Regions from separate parts of the Triticum aestivum genome. Here region 2 is linked to region 1. The links are chromatin contacts, called in public Hi-C maps. All regions are on one chromosome and are shown on one strand. Each heading gives the region's core, a stretch centred on a gene start, on an enhancer-like site or on the middle of the called end of the contact. The rest is flanking DNA. Distances are from core to core; before and after follow the strand shown. Region 1 holds the start of LOC123111923 (putative 1-phosphatidylinositol-3-phosphate 5-kinase FAB1C). Region 2 has its middle 88 kb from the start of LOC123116149.

Region 1 (4,088 bases), core at 546-3,045:
ATGTAATTCACTCACTCTTACTTGGGTAGATTCAAGTGGAGGGTTACTCACCCCTTCCAATCCCTTCAGGAGGGCAAACAAAAGCCGAGAGCCCGGAGTCATAGGGCCCTGCTAAGGCTCGGACTAGTCGCGAGTCGTGTGACTCCGGAAATGGCCACACTTGTAGTGTCCCGTGCCCCATGCACCACTCTCAACGACCCTCCCACAAGACATAGGACGTGCTCCCTCGAGGCAGCTGAACCTATTTTAAGAACATCGTCGTGTCACTTTGTCGAGTGTACGACGATCCAACCACACTACTAAGAATACCCCCTAGTTAAAAGTTTATTCTTAAAGTCAACACATGGTGTCACTATCTACATTATAAAATGAACGATTTCACAGTAAACTATAACCAAATCTTGTCTAGCTTTGACAAATAATTAACATGCTAGGCAAACACTATCCATATTTTTTCTCTTGAATTTAAGTATCTTATAACAACTATATAAATCATAAACAATGGTCAAAGTAGCATCTCAAGGATTGTGCCCATATAGATTGAGTATTTAATGTTATCTTGTAATATTAAAGTATTCTTATATTATATATACTTCCTCAAGTATCCGAATTCAAACATGTGCATTGAGTGCATTGATAACAAATACGAAGTATATAAGCAAATAAAGTACTCTTACATCAAAATATGCATAATCTGCCATTAATAATGTCCCATTATTAAGACATAGATAAAAAATTCCATCCAATTCACTTTCCTCACATTGTGCAAGCTTTTACAATTACAGTCAATAACAAGCAATGACGAGTGTTATAGATAAGGTTATGTTTATCTTTATCTTATTTTCCTTACCGTCAATAATCACCATTTACTCTCCCCATCCATTTTTACAAGATTTTTTTTATATCTGTCATGAATTGTAAGGCATATCTTACTTTACGAGAGATTTTCATTGATCTTTCTCAAGCTTTCTCCTTCAAAACTGAATGTGAAATAAGTATACTTAAAACCGGGCATTATATCCCATTATCAACAATTGCAAATATATTTTTATTTCATTTCATTTTAAGTACCATCCACTTACACGTGTGTGTAGAACACACGTGTTGCATGGACAGTCGTGTGGTGCGAAGCGAGTCATAAGACCTGGTTCCGCACGATCACACTCTATTTTTAAAATATAGTAGGCAATCAATTATTTTACAACCGCGGGTGTTAATAATTGCCAAAATAGAAGAGAGCAAAAAATGGCCATCATTAAGTGCTACAGATAAGATTACATCCACATCCATTCCATATTTCCTTGGATCAATAATCATCCATCCTTTATAGGTACTCCTATATAGATATCCACCGTACACAAGGCGAGACCGAAAGGAGAAAACGGGGTTTCGACAGCGCACGCAGCCTCCCCTCGCCGTTAGAGTCCCCATTTTACGGCGTCACTTTCCTACTAGTATTCACTCTCAAATCTCCCTCCCAATCTCCATATCCGTATAATAAGCACCGCCGCTTCGCCGCCGCCGCCCGCCTTCCCCTGCTCTCTCCCCCAAGCTCTCGCCAACGCACGCGTTTCCCACCCCTCCAAACCTCCCAAATCTGCAACCAAGCCGCGCTTCTCCGGCCCCGATCCTCTGGCCGCCGCCCGCCGCTCCCGCATTGGCTGAATCCCCGCTCCACCGCCTCCTCGCCGGAGCCCCGCTCCATCTCCGACCGCCCCCGCCCCCGCCCCCCAGGGCCTGGGCACACCAGTTAGTTCCGCGCGCGTTGGTGGGGAGGTGAACGGTGGCTTTGGGAGCACCGATGGGGACGCACTCGCGCGCATAGAGACGCGACGCCGCCGATCGGTGGGTCATGGCGGCGGCCCGCCCGGGCGGCCAAACAGCCCGGCGTCGCCTGCTGAGCCGCCCACGACGCCGCTGCGGGCGCCCGAGGCGAGATCCAGGAGCAAAGGCGACGTGGCGCCGCGCTCCCCTCCTCCAGACCGCGATATTAGGTAACGGAAATCTCTGTCTCTATCTGCAGTGCAAAATTAATTGGTTCCTAACACTAAACTATAGTAGTACTCCTAATGATATGGAAGTGAACTAGTAAATCAGTTATTATTTACTTCCGTTGCCTTCTAATAAGTGCAAAATGTCTGGTCAATTGACTTAGAATGGCTTTAATTATCGCCCCTCTTTCTTTGGAAGTAGTGGTTGATGGACGCTGATAGCTTGAGTAGAGGTAGGTTGTCTAGCTCTGACCACTGTTGACGAGTTCTGAATAATTTTTGATGCAGGCAAGCGGACGACGAGGAGGCTCATGAACCCAGGGTCCAGTTTTTAGCCCCAGGGACTTACTTCTTAAATGACTTTTCAGATACAGATTCTAGTGTTAGTGTTAGTAACTCAACATACAGATCGATGACCCCAAGCCCCACAGAGAGTCCTACTTGTGCGGCGAGGCAGAATGATGCTTCTGATAATGGTGCAATTGCAGCAATCGACTCAGATGATGCTCATGACCTGGCTGATGTTAGCATAGCTGAGAACAGCAAAGCAAGCCATGTGCCATCCTGTATCTTCGACTTTGGTGATAATATTTGGTGCCCACCACCGCCTGAAGATGAGATTGATGATGCTGAATCGAGGTTATTTGGATTCGATGACGACGATGATGAAATTGGGGATTCCAACAACACTTTTGCCCCAAGTTGTTTCAGTGCTAAAACTAATAGAGCAACTGGTGTCAGCAATATCAATTGTGGGTCCCACCAAGAGAGTGTTCAGAAGGATCTATTTAGGCATTTTCAAGCTCTAGTTGCACAGTTACTGAAGGCGGAAGGTGTTGGGTTGGCCAGTGAGAAGGATTCCAAAATCTGGCTCGATATTGTGTCCTCGTTAGCATGGCAAGCCGCTTACTTTGTGAAACCTGACACCAAGAAAGGCGGCAGCATGGATCCTAGTGATTATGTGAAGATCAAGTGCATAGCATCTGGGAACCCAACTGATAGGTTTGTGCTCACTTCTGTTGTTTCTACGCATTGCATGCTTCTACTGATCATAATTTGGTACTTATTGATAACCCGTTGATTGCAGCAATTTTATAAGAGGAATTGTTTGCTCCAAGAATGTAAAACACAAACGCATGGTCTCAGAGTACAGTAATGCCAAATTGCTCATTTTAGGAGGTGCACTTGAGTACCAGAAAGCTTCTAATAAGTTAGCATCAATTGGAACTATACTCGAACAGGTTTGTGTCTCTGCGTGTTTTTGAAATTGAAGTATGATGTTTAGTTGTTTACAGTCTTGCTGACAAATGTTCTATCTGTAGGAAAAGGAATATCTACGAACTGTTGTTGGAAAGATTGAGTCTAGGAAACCTAATGTGCTGATAGTTGAGAAGAGCGTCTCATCTTATGCCCAGGAGCTCTTAGCGAAAGATATCTCATTAGTTCTGAATGTAAAGAGGACACTTTTGGAGAGAATATCAAAATGCACGGGCGGTCAGATTGCCTCGTCAATTGATAACATTGCTTCAGCAAGGCTAGGGCAATGTGACATGTTCAAGGTGGAAAAGGTTCTGGAATCATTTGCATCAGGACATGCAGAGAAGAGACCAACACCGAAAACGCTGATGTTTTTTGAAGGCTGTCTGAAGCGCCTGGGTTGCACGGTAATTATCCCTTTGTGAAGATACTTGATTGGAATAATAAAATGGTTTGTTGGCATTTATTTTCACTTCTCCTATCATATGATGTACTCAACTGTTGATCTTATATACGTACTTTGGAACTGTTCTTGAATTGCTTACTCATACATTATTCCAGAACCATTCTGCAAGCTAAACGTGCAATGCTTTTATTTAGGTTCTACTAAGAGGAGATTGTCGAGAAGAATTGAAGAAGATTAAGCATGCAATGCAACTGGCAGTGTTTGCTGCTTATCATCTGTCCCTCGAGACATCATTCCTTGCTGATGAGGGCGCAACAATTCCACAAGTTCTTTCAGTAACTGCAATGGGTGCACAACAAGCATGGACCAATACAGATCACATTTCTGCTAAGTCTGCTGATCGTGATACTACTGATAGTCTCAGAGCTGCGGAA
Region 2 (4,492 bases), core at 1,903-4,402, 190 kb before region 1:
GAGCGACGCATAGGGTTTTCCCTATTCTAAGCTAATTCTTTTTTGCGAGTGATTCCCTATTCGAAGCTAAATCACTAATTGAGGAGTATTCATTGCAGAGATCACTTCACTTCTTCAGGTTGCGACAAGTGGCGCGTTGCATGTGCGTAATTTGTCGCAACATGTGAGTTTTCCCTTTTTTCGTAGATCCGTTTATTCAAAACGTTTTATCTCTAAAACCGTGCGTCCAAATTTTGAACTGTTTTCACTGTTGGATTCCTCGCGTCGAGATCTTCAAAACTAGATCCAATGTTAATAAGTTTAACGAACTTTTTTTTACGAAAAAAACCAGACGAAAAGCCGAACCGGGAGCACGGGTTTTTTTCCTTCCTGAAAGAGGCACGCCCGTCCTCTCGCGAAATCACAATTGTGCCTCTCAAGGAAGCAAAACCGTGCCTCTTGCGGAAGGAAGAAAAAAAAATAGAAAATATGTCTTTTTGTTTCCGAAAGGCACGGCCGTGCCTCTCGTGAAAACACAACCGTGCCTCTCGCGGTAACAAAATCGTGCCTCTCGCGGAAGGAAAAAAAAGAAGAGAAAACGCGTTTTTTTTCGTTTCCGAGAGGCACGGTCGTGACTCTCGAGAAAGCACAAGTGTGCCTCTCGCGGAAGCAAATCCGTGCCTCTCACGAAAGAAAAAAAATAAAAAACATGTTTTTTTCTTTTTCGAAGAGACACGACCGTGCCTCTCGCGGAAGAAAAAGAAATAGAAAACACATTTTTTCTGTTTTCGAGAGGCATGGTCGTGACTCTGGCGAAAGCAAAACTGCGCCTCTCGCGGAAGCAAAACCGTGACTCTCATGAAGAAAACACATTTTATCGTGCAAAAAATATTTTTTGACCCAAAAGCTAAGAAAGACCAGTGAAACACCAAAACGTCAAAAAACTTCCCAAAAAATCGTTTGAAAAGCTGAAAACTTGTGCGGAAAAATAAAATAAAAATAAAATCTGGAGGGAGCATCCAAAGCACGATACGTGACGGGCGGCTAAGAGCACGCCAAGTGACGCTGATCGTCGTGAAGCTCCCGAAGAAGCGCTTGTCAACTAATTATTCTCTATTCTAAGACCTTTGGTCTCCAGAGAGCCTGTCAAATGGACCGGCCGATCGCATACTTCTTGTGTGTTTCTAACGCAGGGAGCTCCCTGGCAAACGGGAACTTGGTGCTCTCGGGTTCTGGCGCACTCTATATGCGCTAAAAAAATTAGTATTCAAAAAAAATTCAAAAGATTATGATTTTTTTTAAAATCAAACATGATTATATATTCTACTCGTATAAAATGTTTGGACAAGAAATGATTCATTTTGACTTCAGGACAAAAAAGAAAAGTTTATGACGATAATATAGCGTGTATAGTACTTGTATATAGCGTTCTTTTACCGAATCTTCGACCCAGGATACAACAAAAGTCTTTCTCTGACGAATCTTTTTATATGACTACAATATTTGATCATGTTTGATATCAAAGAAGTTTCAGGATTTTTTTGAACTTTTTTTGAATTACCTTTTTTTTTGCATATAAGATGCGCTGGTACCCAGATTCTCCTTTGTATTTTCCGCTCCCAGGCCAACTAAAATGAGAAAGATTATATATGACGCTCAGTTTGGCGTTGCGCTGTTTCTTCCCGAGCGCTTCTACAGTGCAGTTTTTAGCGTTTCCCCTGGTATTCTTTATTTGCTCTGGTTTGTCCAGTCGTTTTTGTAGCATAAACGCTTAGATTTATAAAAGTTTGATACTTATATGGACATATACGCAACTTAGAAGACACGTAATATTTTTATAAAAAAGCACATATACATTTTAAACAATGGTTACCATCAATTCTAAAAATGTTCCAAATAAAGCTCCTTCCTACATCTTTCCTCCTAAGGAAAGGTGGCTAGGGTTTCAGCCTTCCGTCGGCTGCACCGCCGATGTGCCACATCTCCTATGACCTTATGGCCATGGGTGCGCAGTGGACCCCAGCCCTTACCGGCGGAAGGGATCCGTTTTTAGGTCTTTCTTTAACTCTTGTTATAATGTTTGTGTCCTACTTAGGAATACGATACGTTGTCGGCTCCCTGAAGATGAAATAAAGTTCTCCCCGTCTAGCCTCGTCCCGGTGATGCGTCTAGATCGTCAGAAGGTGCGTAGAGGCGTGTCTCCGGCGGATCTCGCGGGATTTGGTCGGTGGTTGCCTTCGGTGGTCTGGTCGGATTCAGTCATTATTTGTCTTTGCTCATGTATCTTCATATTATATCCTTCAGATCTAATCTTCTTTTCATTGCCGAATCTTCATATTATAATGTTTTTCTTTGCTATTCTGGTGTGTCGGTCCTATGGGACCTTAGCACGACGTCTTCCCGACTATTTACTAGAACAAGTTGTGCCCGACTCCGGCGAGGGAGGGGCCTTGACGGCACCGCGCCTTTTGCTCGCTTCAATTCTTGTAGTCTTCGCTGTGTGATCTATTTTTTATTATTTCTGGTGTTCGATGTACTGCCGTGATTGAAGATGAATATATCGAAAATTTCCCATAAAAAATAATCAAAAAATGTTCTTCGTGTTTAAAAAAGTATTGATGGTGTTTCAAGAAAACATATTCACCATGTATTAGAAAATGTTCATGGTGTACTTAAAAATTATATACATACGTACACAAGACAAATGTATTTTTACAAATGAAAAGGGGGAGAAGAACAAAGTAAGAAAAATAATGATATAGGAAAAAGAAATGAGCATCTATACAATGAAAGAAAAAATATAAAAAATATATATTAAATAATAAGGCCCGATTTCAAGAGTAAAAGCCGTCAACTGGGCTGTTAGGCCAGGTGGACTCGATCTGTTCGTAAGATTGGGCCGTTTATTGTGCATAAAAATACGTGGTTCTCTGAGGAAAAATGGTATTTATCCGTTCGAATAATATGCAGTTGAAGAAACGTATGGCTTTTTTGCTAATTCTTTTTTAACCTTTTTGTTGCAAGAAATATGTGTAGACATATTATTTTAGCTCCTTTCATGTCCCAGCTTGGACTTGTAAGAGTTTCACTGATGTGAAGTCTAGCAAAAGTCAGATTGTCAACGCTTCAACTTCTAAATTGCAGCGGCCGGTAACAGCAAAGTTACGGGGTTCAGCCTGCTAAAGTCTTGTCCCTCTTTAACCTCTTCGAATCTAGCCCTAGGGTTCACTTCAGACACACTTCAAAACTGCGGCGGCCGATAGCAGCAAATGTAATCTTATGCCAGCCAACGATCAACTTAGCGCACAAACAAATCTCTGAAACAAATGGGGTCCGCTAGCCAGCTAAAGTCCTCGTGACACACAGCTGATGTTCTCCCATGGCTAGCCTAGCCATGGCAAGCGTCGACTCAGCACATGTGAATCTTGCTCGTTAAGGAACTTTCAGCCATAAGTTAACGAAAGCAGGGGAGCTGCTAAAGATGAGGCTGATGGCTCAATCACAAGAAGTAAAAGCGCTCAGAGTTGCAATCACCTCTGCCTTTAAATGGCGTGTGGGGAGAACACGGGACAGCGGGCAAGAGATAAAGAGCTTTTGGATCATACATCTTCCATAATACTCCTTCCGTTCCGTTATCATTTTCGTTGAAACGGATGAAAATGAATATATCTAAACTAAAATACATCAATTTCTGCGACACGTAATTTTGAACGGAGGGAAAACAAGTATTCGCTCGGAGGGGATAAATCCTCGTTTTCCTTCGAAATGCTATAAACTCTCTTCAGTTCTACTCCCTCCGTAAACTAATATAAAAGCGTTTAGAATACTAAAATAGTGATCTAAACATTCTTATATTAGTTTACAGAGAGAGTACAAGATAATACTGATAACTGACAGCCAATAATTGATTTTTCTTTCTTTCTTTCACGGTACTTAAGACGCGTGATAGCAAGTTGAGCCTGCTGATCTGCAGTTGTCCACCGATGCACCTGGCCTCAACTTGAGCTTCTTGTGTGCAGAGTACCTATACCGAAAGACAGAGTAGGAAGCAGGATAGAAGCTGCAGCAGGTCAGAGGTACAGAGTACAGACAGGCGGACACAATTAGTAGTAATACATAATATACGTACAATATACTACTACTTGTATTGGTTATTTGTATGTATTTCTATGATTCTGTCGTTACATGATCGCCGCACCATTACCGCTGAGGCAGACACGTCGGTCACAAGCGGAGCTCAACTGGATCTGGTGCGGGGAAAACGTGCATGTGCATGCGATCTAGATCCCTCACAATTTTTAATGGAGGCAACGACGTGCGCTCCTGAGTATACTAGTACTCACGATAAAAATATTTGTTTCCCGTGTGTGTCAACAACAAATTCGTACAATCCAACGCGCTAGCTACCGCTATCTCACGACAACGGAATAAAACCTTCCCTATGGACAACAAAAAAGACAAATCTCACTTCAAAAAAAAAAAGAGACAAATCTAGATGTAAACAGTACTCCCT

What was found. A called contact is a pair of places that touch in the nucleus more often than the background predicts.
Region 2: a Hi-C map of leaf shows a contact between it and region 1, with 7 times the contacts expected there. The contact joins the enhancer-like site here to the promoter of LOC123111923 in region 1. A contact is called at or near these places in 4 of 5 Hi-C or Micro-C datasets (leaf and an unstated tissue).

The regions. Positions count from the first base shown.
Region 1 is chr5B:374,248,926-374,253,013 of IWGSC CS RefSeq v2.1, reverse strand. It overlaps LOC123111923 (putative 1-phosphatidylinositol-3-phosphate 5-kinase FAB1C), which reads left to right and starts at 1,795. Exons shown (of 11, transcript XM_044532804.1): 1 at 1,795-1,994; 2 at 2,280-2,993; 3 at 3,079-3,232; 4 at 3,314-3,655; 5 at 3,849-4,088. The coding sequence starts at 2,404.
Region 2 is chr5B:374,440,746-374,445,237 of IWGSC CS RefSeq v2.1, reverse strand. No RefSeq gene overlaps it. Among protein-coding and RNA genes, the nearest start is that of LOC123116149, 88 kb to the right of the region's middle. Within about 2 kb of position 3,152, at least 1 of the 8 cell types and tissues checked has an H3K27ac peak or open chromatin away from gene starts, as enhancers often do.